Linked DNA regions of Mus musculus: regions 2 and 3 are each linked to region 1. Evidence: chromatin contacts called from public Hi-C and HiChIP or PLAC-seq data. All regions are on one chromosome and are shown on one strand. The core of a region is the stretch at or near the end of the contact, and the rest is flanking DNA. Distances in the headings are between cores, read along the strand shown. Region 1 overlaps Cdk14 (cyclin-dependent kinase 14). Region 2 overlaps Cdk14 (cyclin-dependent kinase 14). Region 3 overlaps Cdk14 (cyclin-dependent kinase 14).

The links. Hi-C and Micro-C count contacts between places; a contact is called where the count stands out from the background. HiChIP or PLAC-seq counts read pairs in DNA pulled down with a chosen protein or histone mark.
Region 2: a contact with region 1 is called in a Hi-C map of 3T3-L1-derived adipocytes, with 4 times the contacts expected there. The contact joins two enhancer-like sites. A contact is called at or near these places in 1 of 39 promoter capture datasets (the 3T3-L1 cell line), 1 of 15 datasets of contacts at CTCF or cohesin (the NIH/3T3 cell line), 1 of 484 Hi-C or Micro-C datasets (3T3-L1-derived adipocytes) and 2 of 9 other capture datasets (adipose tissue and liver).
Region 3: a contact with region 1 is called in a FOXA1 HiChIP or PLAC-seq map of pancreatic cancer cells. The contact joins two enhancer-like sites. A contact is called at or near these places in 1 of 15 datasets of contacts at CTCF or cohesin (the NIH/3T3 cell line), 1 of 484 Hi-C or Micro-C datasets (muscle stem cells), 2 of 115 datasets of contacts at active chromatin or transcription factors (bone marrow-derived macrophages and pancreatic cancer cells) and 2 of 9 other capture datasets (adipose tissue and pancreatic islet).

What each region holds. Positions count from the first base shown.
Region 1 is chr5:5,178,445-5,182,556 of GRCm38.p6, forward strand. The region is part of intron 5 of Cdk14 (cyclin-dependent kinase 14); the gene reads right to left. Among named protein-coding and RNA genes, the nearest start is that of Gm30151, 190 kb to the right of the region's middle. Within about 2 kb of position 2,202, at least 80 of the 459 cell types and tissues checked have an H3K27ac peak or open chromatin away from gene starts, as enhancers often do. A contact at or near this core is called in pancreatic cancer cells, where this site is marked.
Region 2 is chr5:5,053,869-5,057,980 of GRCm38.p6, forward strand. All of the region lies in intron 8 of Cdk14 (cyclin-dependent kinase 14), which reads right to left. Among named protein-coding and RNA genes, the nearest start is that of Fzd1, 300 kb to the left of the region's middle. Within about 2 kb of position 2,358, at least 31 of the 459 cell types and tissues checked have an H3K27ac peak or open chromatin away from gene starts, as enhancers often do.
Region 3 is chr5:5,297,911-5,302,022 of GRCm38.p6, forward strand. All of the region lies in intron 2 of Cdk14 (cyclin-dependent kinase 14), which reads right to left. Among named protein-coding and RNA genes, the nearest start is that of Gm30151, 71 kb to the right of the region's middle. Within about 2 kb of position 2,376, at least 25 of the 459 cell types and tissues checked have an H3K27ac peak or open chromatin away from gene starts, as enhancers often do. A contact at or near this core is called in pancreatic cancer cells, where this site is marked.

The DNA of each region.
Region 1 (4,112 bases), core at 952-3,451:
GGGCCACCTAGCAAAGAAGAATGCTGACTGCCCTGTTATCCCTTAAAGGTCATCCTAGTTCTCCAAGGTATCCACTGTTTATCTGAACCTTAGTGACCCTGAGAGCCTGAGGGAAAGGTGCCTGAAGGAACGTTTGCCAGTGACATTAGTGGCTTCCCCAGGAATAAACAACTGCAAGTGACAGGGGCAAATGGTTCAAATTCAACAAGTTAAGAACATTCAAGGAATTGGGAAGGTCATCATTTTTTATAACCTTCCACTGAAATATTCTCATTTTACTTATAAAATTCCATAATACATTGGTCTTTATGCTGGAATTGTTGTGTTTGTCTTACTGTAGTGTATTATTGTCCTTTTATGAAAATCATCGCATCTGCAAACGGACAAATGTCCAGCATGAAAATGTTCCTCTTCCTATGGATGGAGGTCAACAAATTGCCTCATAAAAGTGACAGTCTTCAAAAAGTCGGAATTCTAAATTAATATACATAATTTAAGTAACCATTCAAAATATTGTAAAATACCTTCTCGCTCTTCTTTAAGGACTATGATTGGATTTAATGGGGCCCACACAACTGGAAGGTTACCCTCATGTTTATTTCTCTGAGATTTTTATAAGACATGTATTTCAGCAGGTAAATGCAAGACACAGAGTGTGCTTACAAAGAATGAGTCCTCTAAAATAAGCCTCCCACTTTCAGGGAGAGACTGGATGTATGAATGTGCACGTACATACACACTACGATAAAAATTAGAACTGTATGGACTGTTATTACATATTATCACTAAGGCAGGAATTAAGAACTATCTAAAAGTATGGTGCCCAAGTTACACCTAAACCAGGAGTGGACTTTAACTTGGAAAAGACTGAAGCACACACGAGAAAAATGAGAAAAAATTATAATATAGCAGTTGTCCTGTCTTGTCTTTCCATGTTAGGTACAGATTAGCTCTCAAATTTCTTTTGCACAAATTATTCCACTATGAGGACAATAAGTTCTGCCATATTAATTGCTTTATGAAATAGTACAATTCTTAATATTAGCTAGTTCATTTTCTCAATATTTAATTGGTGATGAGTGAACTCCTACCAGGCAAGCCTTGTTTGTTTTCTAACATTCCTGAACCTGTAGAGAGGGCTGCATGTATTAAACTGGCGCTGATGTTGGTATGTTGGTCTGCAGCTCCTGGCCAAGACAGCAACAGAGCAATTGGAGCAGTCAAATTCAACTCTACTTGGGATCTTTTATATTTATATAAACTATTCAAGTCACAGAAACATTCTGATCAAGAAAGTAACAATAAATTTTATGTATTCCTTTGACATAAAAATTTAGGATGATTTTGGAAAAATTAGCATTATTGAAGTTTCAGTATTTAATATGATATCCTTCATTCTTTAAGCATATCCTTAATCTAAAAGTGTTTTGAACAAAAATTTAAACCTACAAAGAGCAAATAGCAATTTTATATACATAAACAAGCACAATTTGTCATCCAATCTTTTATTTGCTGCTATAATACTGTGTGTACTTCTGTATTTGAAGGAAGATATAATGAGGAAAACATGGGCATGCCGTTTTAATGACTTGATAAACTTTTATACTGCTTTGGGACTTCATGAAGCACATAGGTGAATCTGTAAGTACTGTGAAATATTGTAGATGTTCTGTGTAGAGTTGTGGGTAGAAGCTTTATGTGTCATTGGAGGGCAGTATGTGGCTTTTTATACTTCATAGATGAAATACAGTGCAAAAGCTAACTTAAGGTGACAGTCTGAGACTGTTCAAGCCCTTGGACTTATCCTACAAAGAGTGTTTATTCTTTTTTAGGTTACAAGAAAGTAATTGCATTGATTTGTTTTGTGAATGTGGCTCAAAGGGTGGCCAGCAAGCTTCCCTTAAGGCTGATACTTCCCCTACTGCTGGAGCCTGCCCACATGGCCCTAAGCTACACACACACACACACACACACACACACACACACACACACACACACACACACACACAAAGGCTCACAGATAACAGGACAATTGCCAAGCTTTTGCTGAGTATTTCCTTTAATTCTTTTTCTTGGGTCCTGTTCAAAATGTTAGGGTTTTGGTTTTTTTTTTTTTTTTTTTTTTTAAGTACTACTATCAACTCAATGCTCTTGGGTATACCCAGAGAACTGACTGAGCTGGCAAGTATCCAAAAAATATAAATATCCCATACTCAAGTTTCCTTTTATTTGTCCTTCTGAACTTTTCCCACAATATACTATATAGTGCATTTCTCTCACATGTGCTATTAATTAAGATTTTTTAAAAAACAAATCAAGATAGGAATTATTCAATGGTTTTAAGAAGAGATCCATTGCATTCTAAAATGTCACAAGAATATGAGCAATGCAGAGAAATCTGAATGGTTTACTTTTCTGGTTACTCCACAGGAAGATGGGATCCAATTCTGAGGTGAGGCCAGCATTCTAAGGAGCTGAGTCACCACCAGGCCTCTGTCTCCTCCACATTGACGACTCATAGGACTTTGCCTCAGGTCTGAGCTCTACTGATCTTGATCATTCTAACACTCCTCCCTACAACTCAGTTGATCTTCTGTAAATGATAGGACCAGATTACATGATCCCTTGCGCTCTTCCCAGACCTTACAAACTAGGATTAAACCCTTCAGGGGCAAGATGTCTACCCCTTCAGGTTTAGTATAGCATAGCATGAGCTTAATACCTTTGACCATACAACTCTCACAATGGCCTATCAACTTATGCTCTCCTTACTTGCTGATGCTCCCAAAATGGATGCATTCAATACCTAGTTCTATCTTCCTCTTCCTTAATGCTTCCATATAGGTCCCAAACACAATGGTAATTTAAGAAAATGAAAAGTAACCATAGAAACAAATGTTGATCAGGACAAGACTCCAGTTCACAGCAGAAGAGACTTGTGGTGAACACAGGATAGGCAGTGTTTGCAATTAGAAAATTTCTGAGCAGCCTCCATACCCACTCAGAAGGTAGAACTCCCTCTCAGCAGGCAAACTGGTGGGGTTGGGTGGCAGGGAGAGTATTTCTACTTCAGCTAGCTACTTAGCAACAACTCTCCTCTGTTCATTTCTCAGACCACAACGTATGACTATAACCATGGTTCCTTCCACTCTTAATTCTGAAACAATCGTGGCCCAATTAGTTGCTGCTTAAAATCTATTAACTCACTACCTAGTCTCTGCATTAGCTCCATTTTCATAACAGTAGGGGAACGCAGGTATCTAAGGAGTCTGTTCTTGTTCCATACCACAGCCTCTAAGGTACCAATAGGTCATAGATGAGCATATCTGTCCAGAAAGCTTAATGTAGTTAAGCACGGGAATATAAGTGTACAAGCATGTAATACTTGCAAAGAACAAAAAAGAAAGAAGAGGAAAGGGAATATCACTATTAAAGGCTACAGGATGTCAGAGAAGAGGCAGTGTTTAATGCGGTCTTTAAAAGGTGACTCGAGTAGAGTTGATGGTCTGGGGTAGGGACAGGCTAGAAAAAGCAGGTACATTCATTCCTTTGCCAGTACATTCCTCCACCAGCTGCTTCTCCCCTAGCCAGCCATAAAAATTCAACCTGTCATTTGCCACATACAATCAGCTTCTTAGTTGTACAAGTTATATAATGATTTTTTTCTCATATTGAGTTACTTTCTTGTATTGAACAAACAGTATGTTATGATTATAGCTCTTTGTCAAAAACTGACAGCCCCTGGAGATGGAAACTTGTGATCTCAGCATCTAAGGAGACAGATGTCCCAAAAGATCCTGACTTGCCAATGGTTTCCACCTTACTCTACAACAGGCTTTGTGCCTATAATCTTATAATCCAGTTTGCAACATATGAGTTTTCTCATTATTTAACTTGGTCATCTTTTATAAGTTTGAAAAATTAATCCTTTATCAAACACATTACTTGGCAATATTTTCTTCTGATTTGTGACTTGTCTCTTAGTTTTCATAGATCTGTGTTCAGGGACCACAACTTCAATTGATAAACTGTCATCTTCCATAAATTTGGCTAATCTCTAATCTGAAATCACAAGGCTTCCCAGCAGGTCTGTGTCCAGAGATTCTAAACTT
Region 2 (4,112 bases), core at 1,108-3,607, 120 kb before region 1:
TCTTGTGGTACTAGAATTCTGAGAGTCCTTTCATGGTCACCACATGATATCAGAGGACTTAGAATCTTCTCTTGGGATTTTTAGCTCAATTAATAACGGATTCAGAATGGATTAAATGAAAGCTTGAGAACAATTTTATCAGATTTAGAAAGAAATATTTCCCAAGGCAGGTGATTTCATCAATAGCTCAAAGGAGGAGAACAGAGAAGAGAGGACAAAAGGCATGTTTGGATTACTGGCGTGGAGGTCCTCCACATAGTATCAGGCAGCCACACAGCATGAAGCCATCTTTACAGAACAGTTAGGAAGCCCAGCATATTAGAGAAAAGGTACACTTAGGTAAATAAAACCTCAAAAATAATCTTTCCTTAAAGATTTTTATTCTCTCCCATTTTCTTATCAGTAGACAATGAAAGTTGTTTTAGTTCTTATATTCAATCTCTTTTATCTCCCTCACTGTATCATAAGCCCTTAGGAGTAATGGTCATTGCTTGCAATTACCTCACTCCTTGTCTCCAGTGTCCAGCCCCTCTGCATTCCCATCTATCAGCAGAGCTGTAGAAATACAGGGCTTACATAAGGCCCAGTCTGTCAAAAGAATGTTCAGAAAGGGCATCAGTTTTCCAGTGTGAGGCTCACAGGGTCCCAGATGCAATACTCGAATGTGTTCAGTGAGGTGTGAGCTCAGTGGCAGCAGTAGCAGGCATTCCTGATTCTTGCAGGTCCAGCTTAGGTGCTTCTCAATAGTTAACTAAGTGTTTTGTTTTGTTGTTGTTTTTAAACCACACAGATGGGCAGAAGTATAAAAACATTCATTTCAAAGCTTCCAGCTGTTCACTGTTACTGAAGAAAGAGACCTGAATTTACCTTTGAAACTGTTTATGTGTTCCAGAAAAACCAATGAAATTCCTGTTATGTAAATGCAAAGCAAAGCCCTCCTCACTGTGCTGGGGCAAGCTGTTGGCTGAAAGGGAGGCAAGCATTTAGGGCAAACTGGGGGCATTTCTGGCAGAGCTGTTTCTAAAGCATTGTGGTTTCCTGAGGGAAGATGTTTTCCTCAGAAAGAAAGTAATATTGCTCTCCCAAGGTCTCCTATCAGTTTTCAGAAACCTGAGAACGAGAGAATGGGTACATGGTGATAGCTAGCCACCACTCTGCAAAGGACAGGCTCAGTAAAACTCATGTTCAGTTACAATTAGGTATAAACTTCACAAGGTGCTGATGCTGGGCTGCTTGCTGGGTGCTGGCTTAACTACTGGGTATGATGGAGTAACCTCAGTCACATGACTGGGAAGAGCGATTCCTGAGACTTTGTTGTGGACCTGTCAGGGGCCTTAGGTTCTCAGGAAACACAAACATCATTTTTTTCCCAGACGTAGTTTTGAGAGCTCATGTTCTTAGACAGAAGCTGGCCAGGACAAGGTCAGAGGGCCCATTTGATGTAGTGGTACATGTCAGTCAGGCTTGCACTCTCGGGTAGCTATGCTGCTGGGTACCCTCTCTGCTTACCCCTATTTACCACTTTCCATAGCTCATTCCAATTCTAACCCATCAAATTCCCCCTAGTCTTAATTTCTATGTCACAACTCACTGTACAAGATTCATTTGCAGATCTGATTTGTCACCTTGCACTCTACCTTGATGGATGAGTCACCAGAGAGCAGAGCTAACCTACTCAAGCCGAGAAGCTCTGTCTGAGCCTGGGCTTTGTACACCCTGGACCTACACAGAAGCAACACAATGACTGACAGGTTGAATTAGGCTTAGAAGTCACTGGTTATGCTTCCAAACTTCAGAGACTTACCAATGGAAACTTCAGGTGCTCATCTACATATTTGTAACCACAAAGACTTAACTGTCTGAGTACTAATTATGAACTGTAAGAAAAGGAAAAAAAACTGTAAGAAAAGAAAAACTTTAAGTGACCTTAAACTATAGGAATAAACTGGCTAAACAAATTGTGAAATGGGTTCAAAACATGAGTGAGACCAGTGCATTTAAAAATACTAATATGAAGCCATCAATAACACACAGTTAAGGGAAATGGCAAAGTAAGAAATGAAGGCACATCAGGTGCTTAGAGGTAAATAGTATATCTGGGGAAAAGAACCCAGGAGCAGGCAGCACAAGGCAACTGCCCATGGTAATGAGCACAGCATGGGAGGCAGAGAGAAATCTAATTTCACTGTACTCCTCCTTTATGACTGTGCGTGCATGTTGTTTACTTAAAAGAATCACTGTTTTTAGGTAGACAAAGACAAAAGGTCAATGAATCCTCACCCAGTTCTGGAAAGCCTCAGTAGACTGTCACCCCCAAGAGTCCATCCTTTGTTCTCTATGGTAGAGTCTTAGAATAGTTGTCATTTATTTGAAGTGACAGGCTATCTTGGCATGACAACGGAACTGCTGCCTGCAGAAGTGGGTTAATGACTGGGTGGAAGAGACTGAGATAAAAGATCCTTTAAATATTCTTACCAGTCCAACCAAGTTGCTCTCTAAAGCACACACTTGTCTGCATAATAGCCAGTTTTGCTCTTAAAACCACAGATAAGCTTGCAGGAACTATCTGAATCATGCAGATAAAAATCTGCCTCAAAGGGAAATTTACTTGTGGTATGAAATTACAATAAAATTCCCTAAGGTGATGAAAGTGTAAAAGCCATCCAAACAGCTGCAGTATACATATTTATTTCCACACCACAAAGGACATGAAAGATTCATTTCTACATCCAGATATAGTGTTCTAAATAGCCAAACATCACTGGATGCACGAATGCAGTTGGGCAGACTGAGATGGTCTGATGCAGAAGCAGCAACCTGACAATCCCTGTTTCCTCAGCTGTCAGCAAAGATCACACATGTTAGAGGCCGAGTGTGGTCTCAGGACACTGCTCTGGTTTTAAGAGAGCCATGAACAGTAGAACACGAACTCATCCTGTACTGTCATAGAGAGTTGTCCTATCTACTGCACAGAGAAACCTAGCAAGGGAAGCACAACCACTTCTCTAGAATCTGGTAAATACGCTTTAATAAAGTACTCACTTCTTGTCAGGCCAAAGAATTGCTCTATCTCCATTAAAACTTTATTTGCTGCCTTAGAGTGTAGTTTAAAATGTCTGCAAATAGAGAACTGCTCTTCTTCATATCATATTTGAAGTAACATGATACTCTTTACTGAAGTGAGAATTTGGGTAAAAGTATCAAAGAACTGAAGGTCCTGAAAAGCAAAAGACCTTTCCATACTCACAGGACAATCAGCAAGGACTTTTAGCTCCTCTTATACAGTGCTATGTTACTCTCAGTACTTATTACAGTGAGTAGGGTTACACACCACCTTTTAATGTTTGGATAGACGCTTTTCAAGGTTCCTGCTCTACAGGGGCTTAGGGATATGCCTCAAAGACCAAGACTTGTCTATCATGCCTGAGGCCTCTGAACGACTAGCAGTAAAGAGGGGGAAATGTCTTCTTTATTTACAAAGCACTTTCTGAGAGGATCAATTTTTCTCATTCCTTCTCTTTTTACTAAGAAGAGCAGTGACTGGATGATGGCCGCCATGGTCTGTTCATTCAAGTACTACTAGAACACTCTGAGGCTATTAGGTTATGAGAAGACTGCAGGGGCAAACTGATACTGTTGAAAGAGTGGGTCCATTATGAAACAAGCTCAGCTCCCTGCCTGGTATGAAACACACACACACACACACACACACACACACACACACACACACACACACACACCCCGCTCTCCTTTATACTTTATACCACAAGCTCTCAGTAGATGCTGGAAGTCTTGATCTTAGACTTCCAAACTTCTACCATTATGAAGAAATCACTGTCTGTTCTTCATGAATTGTGCAATCTGGGTGTCTTATAGAAACACAAAATGGATTAGAAAAATGTCTCTGAAAATACATAAATCTTCATTCCAAATGAAGCTGGCATTCACAATAAGTATATATTTGTTGGATTTCTTTGATTTTCCTGCCCTGGGCAATGCAGAAATACTTTGGAATTGCAAAAGCATGCTTGAGGAAATGACCAGAAAATGTATAATGTATATACATCTGGTAGGCAGTGGAATTATCTTATTTTAGAGACGACTTTGCATGT
Region 3 (4,112 bases), core at 1,126-3,625, 120 kb after region 1:
ACACACCATTATCTAACTAGGGAAACTTTTAGACTTAGTCCTAAATTACCTCAAAAGTTTTATGAATGTGTATGGTGTACACACACACACACATATATATATATATACATATATATATATATATGTATATATATATATATATTATACATATATATATACATATATATCACACAAATACACACATATATGTGAACAAAAAGAATATTAATGTTTATAAATCCCTCATTAATTACACAGAATCATCTTTAACATATAGTGACAATGGCCTCTTTCTCTCCCTAAGAGACACCCATCCTCACCATTCAAAACTGGTCTCTGTAGTAGCCTACAAAGCTTGTGAATCTATATAACTAAAACTCATTTAAAAAAATAAAACTGTTTTTAAATGAGATTCAATGGCCTACATAGGAAATCATAAGCCACAGCTGGTAGTAAATGAGATGATTCATAAAACCAATTAGCTCACTGAATAGTGTTCCTTACACACTCACAGCACACAATATAGAAAATCACTGAATAGTGTTCCTTACACACTCACAGTGCACAATGTAGAAAATTCTATCAGTCGACTGTTTTTCCCATTGTTTGCAATATGACTTATAGTAGTTGGGGCTTATTTTCCTTTATTTTGCTTGTCTTTGTTTTTTGAGACAGGAACACTGTACACAGCCCAGGCTGGCCTAAAATGAATTCTACAGCCCAGGTTGGCCTGGAACGTGTGATCTTTATGACTATGTATCAAGTGTTAAGACTATAGGTGTGCACTATTACACTTGTCGCACCTATAACACTCGTGTAAAATGAACTGCTCTGGACACTGATGTTTCAAGAGGTCCTCGGAAGAAACAGCTGCCAAACAATGTAACAAGATTCACATTTACTCAGAAAGGATAACCTCTACTACAGGCCATTCAAGAGACAGTATATTCCTATCTCAACAAGTCATTGATGGAAAATAAATAGAAATGCTTTGGTAAGGTGTAAGAAACAATATTTGAAACATTCAGTTTGACTGTATAGCTCAACGTACTTTAATTCAGGCTGCAATCAGTTAACAGATTTGAAATTGATCACATATCCCTAAGCTATATCCCTAAAGAATGGCTCAAGTGACTCTTTACAGTGCCTCCTAATGTAATTGCTTCCATTTTTGTTTTAATGACAGCTAGTCTCTTGTCCCTTTTATCTAGAATACAGAAGTCTGCCCACCCTTCTCAAGGCACTAGGCTGTGTTTGCATTCTGAGCACTGGGCACATAAAAGACCGTGCCCAACACAAAGCAGTGAATGGGCAGGCAGACAAAGGTATGATGAACCAGCGAGCGCTTATATACATTTATATATACACTTATATAAGCTTATATACACCCCTTCATTAAATCCCATGCCCATCCTGTCCCTCTAAATGGATGAAATGTGTTACTGTGTGACACAGGCTCACAAAAACACAAAGTAATTACTTACTATCAGCCTGAAGAAGGACATTACATAGAGGAATGAGGGGTCTCAGTTCATTTCAATAATGCTGGGAAACAAAGACCCAAACCAAGTATAATACACATGGTAATGCCTTTCTCCTTCCCTCCTCCTCCTCTACCTCCTCCTCCTCCTCTACCTCCACCTCCTCCTCTTCCTCCTCCTCCTCTACCTCCTCCTCCTCCTCCTCTTCCTTTACCTCCTCTCCCTCCTCCTCCTCCTCTTCCTCTCTCTCCCTCCCCCTTCTCCTCCTCTCTTTCTCTTTCTTGTTCATTGTTTGTTTGGGGTTTTCTTGAGACAGGGTTTTTCTGTCATCCTGGCTATCCTGGAACTCTCTCTGTAGATCAAGCTTGTGAGGAGCCGCCCTCACATTCACCATTACAAGATGGCGCCGACATCCTGTGTTCTAAGTAGTAAACAAATAATCTGCGCATGTGCCAGGTAGTTTTCCACTCCATGTGCTCTGCCTTCCCGTGACGACAACTCGGTCGATGGGCTGCAGCCAATCAGGGAGCGACACGTCTGAGGCGAAGGACAATCCTCCACAAAAGGGACAGGGTTTTGCCATTCGTCTCTCTTCTCCTCTTGCTCCTGAAGAAGTAAGCAATAAAGCTTTTGCCGCAGAAGATTCCGGTTGTCCTGAGCGTGTTGTTGCCAGTGGGGACAAAAGCTCGGGATGCAAGCTGGCTTCAAAATCACAGATCCACTGTGAGATTACAGACATGCACCACCACCACCCAGCTATTTTTTATTTCTTAAACTTTAGCATGGGGCCTTTTGTTCCCTTGCCTACCTATGTGTAGGCAAACTAACTCACCCAATTTCCCAAAGCATGAGTCTGGCAAACTAACACCTCCACACCTCTCCTGGTCCCTCTTAGAACCCAGCATCTTTGTTTCATCCTAACACTGCAGCATATGCATCTAATACCACTGCTCTCCAGCCAGGAGAGAACTGTGACTTGCCCCCACATTACCCTTATCATCAGCTAATAACCAGGCAGGAGCTCTGCTAATCATTTAAACTAAACAAATGTTTACACTCGCTGAGTCACAGCCTCTCTGACCCAACTGTTGACTCTACCCAAGAGACACACAGGGACCAGCTGCCTGCCAGCCACACAGCTAGTACCAGTGGGCATCTTCCTAATCCATTTCCCTGGCAACCTAAAACAATAACACTTGATGAAGTAGGGCACTGATTTGTAACCCACAGAGACCTGACCTTCCCAAAACTAGTTCTCATCCCCAACTTCCATGACACAAAGGCACAAGATTCACAAATGTTATACAAATGGAACAGCCCCCTCCGCCCCATCTTCTTATGCACTAACTTGAGTTAACTCTGATTACCTATGCATCTACGTATGAGCACAGCAGCTGCTGGGCTCATAAGAAAGGGCAGCTCTCAGCAAAGTACATTATGTATTCTCTTCCATCATGCCCACAAGGTGGAGTCACTCAATGGGTTCCTCCTAGGTAACTATAAAAGAGAGAGTCCCCCCCCTTAAGTGCCTAGTAGGGTGTATTTTCACAATAGAACTGAAATCGTGATTTAAAACAGCACCCCACTGTCTTTAAATAAGCAAACAAGAAACCGTTTATAGCACAGTAAGACTTTGAAAATGATCACAGGACTTTGGAAGCCTGATTTTAAGGTACAATTGACCTCCCCAACCCCTCAAAAAGAATGAATCTGACATTAAGCATTACAAGCAGCCCAAGCTTCATGGTAAGTTTTGAGGAACTGATAATATTGGGGGTGCAGGATGGGCAGATAGAGGGAACTAAGCTTTGGGGTTCAGCAGCAGCAGCTTGGATTGCTGCAACGTGATTACAAACCACAAGGCTCGCCATTTCTGATTGTTACATTGAGCATTTAAGTATGTGTCAAGCCACTGAATCTAATGAGCTCTTCTCTTACTTGCTTCCAAATTAAATAGCAATGCAACCAATTTAGAATGACATCCTAAAATATCTGCTTATAAATTAAACAATAAATCATAAACATGTACCTGAGTGCATCACCTTGACTTAATTTTTTTTTAAATATTGAAAACTTGAAGCACATTTAAAAAAAAAAAAACAAATTTGATACACAGCTAGAAGGGGGGGGAAACAGGATGTAGGGCTGGCTCCCTGGTTTTCTCTGTGCCTTGTTACTTTTTTATTCAAAGACCTTGACATATCTATGAGTGGCATGTAGCACATCTGGTCACTATCACCTCACTCACTGACACCCCACCCCACCCCGTCCTACAAGAACAACAGGGTCTTTGCCCTGGCTATTCTTCCTGCAAGGCATGTTCTTCTCCTGACATCTCTATGTATCCCTCTCGGCCTTTGGCCATTTGGCTAAAATCCTTTCCTCGCAGATGCCCTCCTGGGCCGCCGCCACTACCTGTCTCCTCGGATACATTTCTTTCTTCTAAACGAGTGTATTAATATGCTGGGTGGACAGCAATGTCTCCCAACCCTTCTCCTCACTGAAATGCAAAGCCAACAAAGGCGGGGATCTGTGTCTGTGCTGCTGATCACTGAAGAGCTGGTGCCCCACCGAGTCCGAGGCAAGCCGTGGGTGCTCAGTAGGCACTTCCTTGATAAGTGGGCATATCTTCTGCTGTTGCTTAGATGTGCC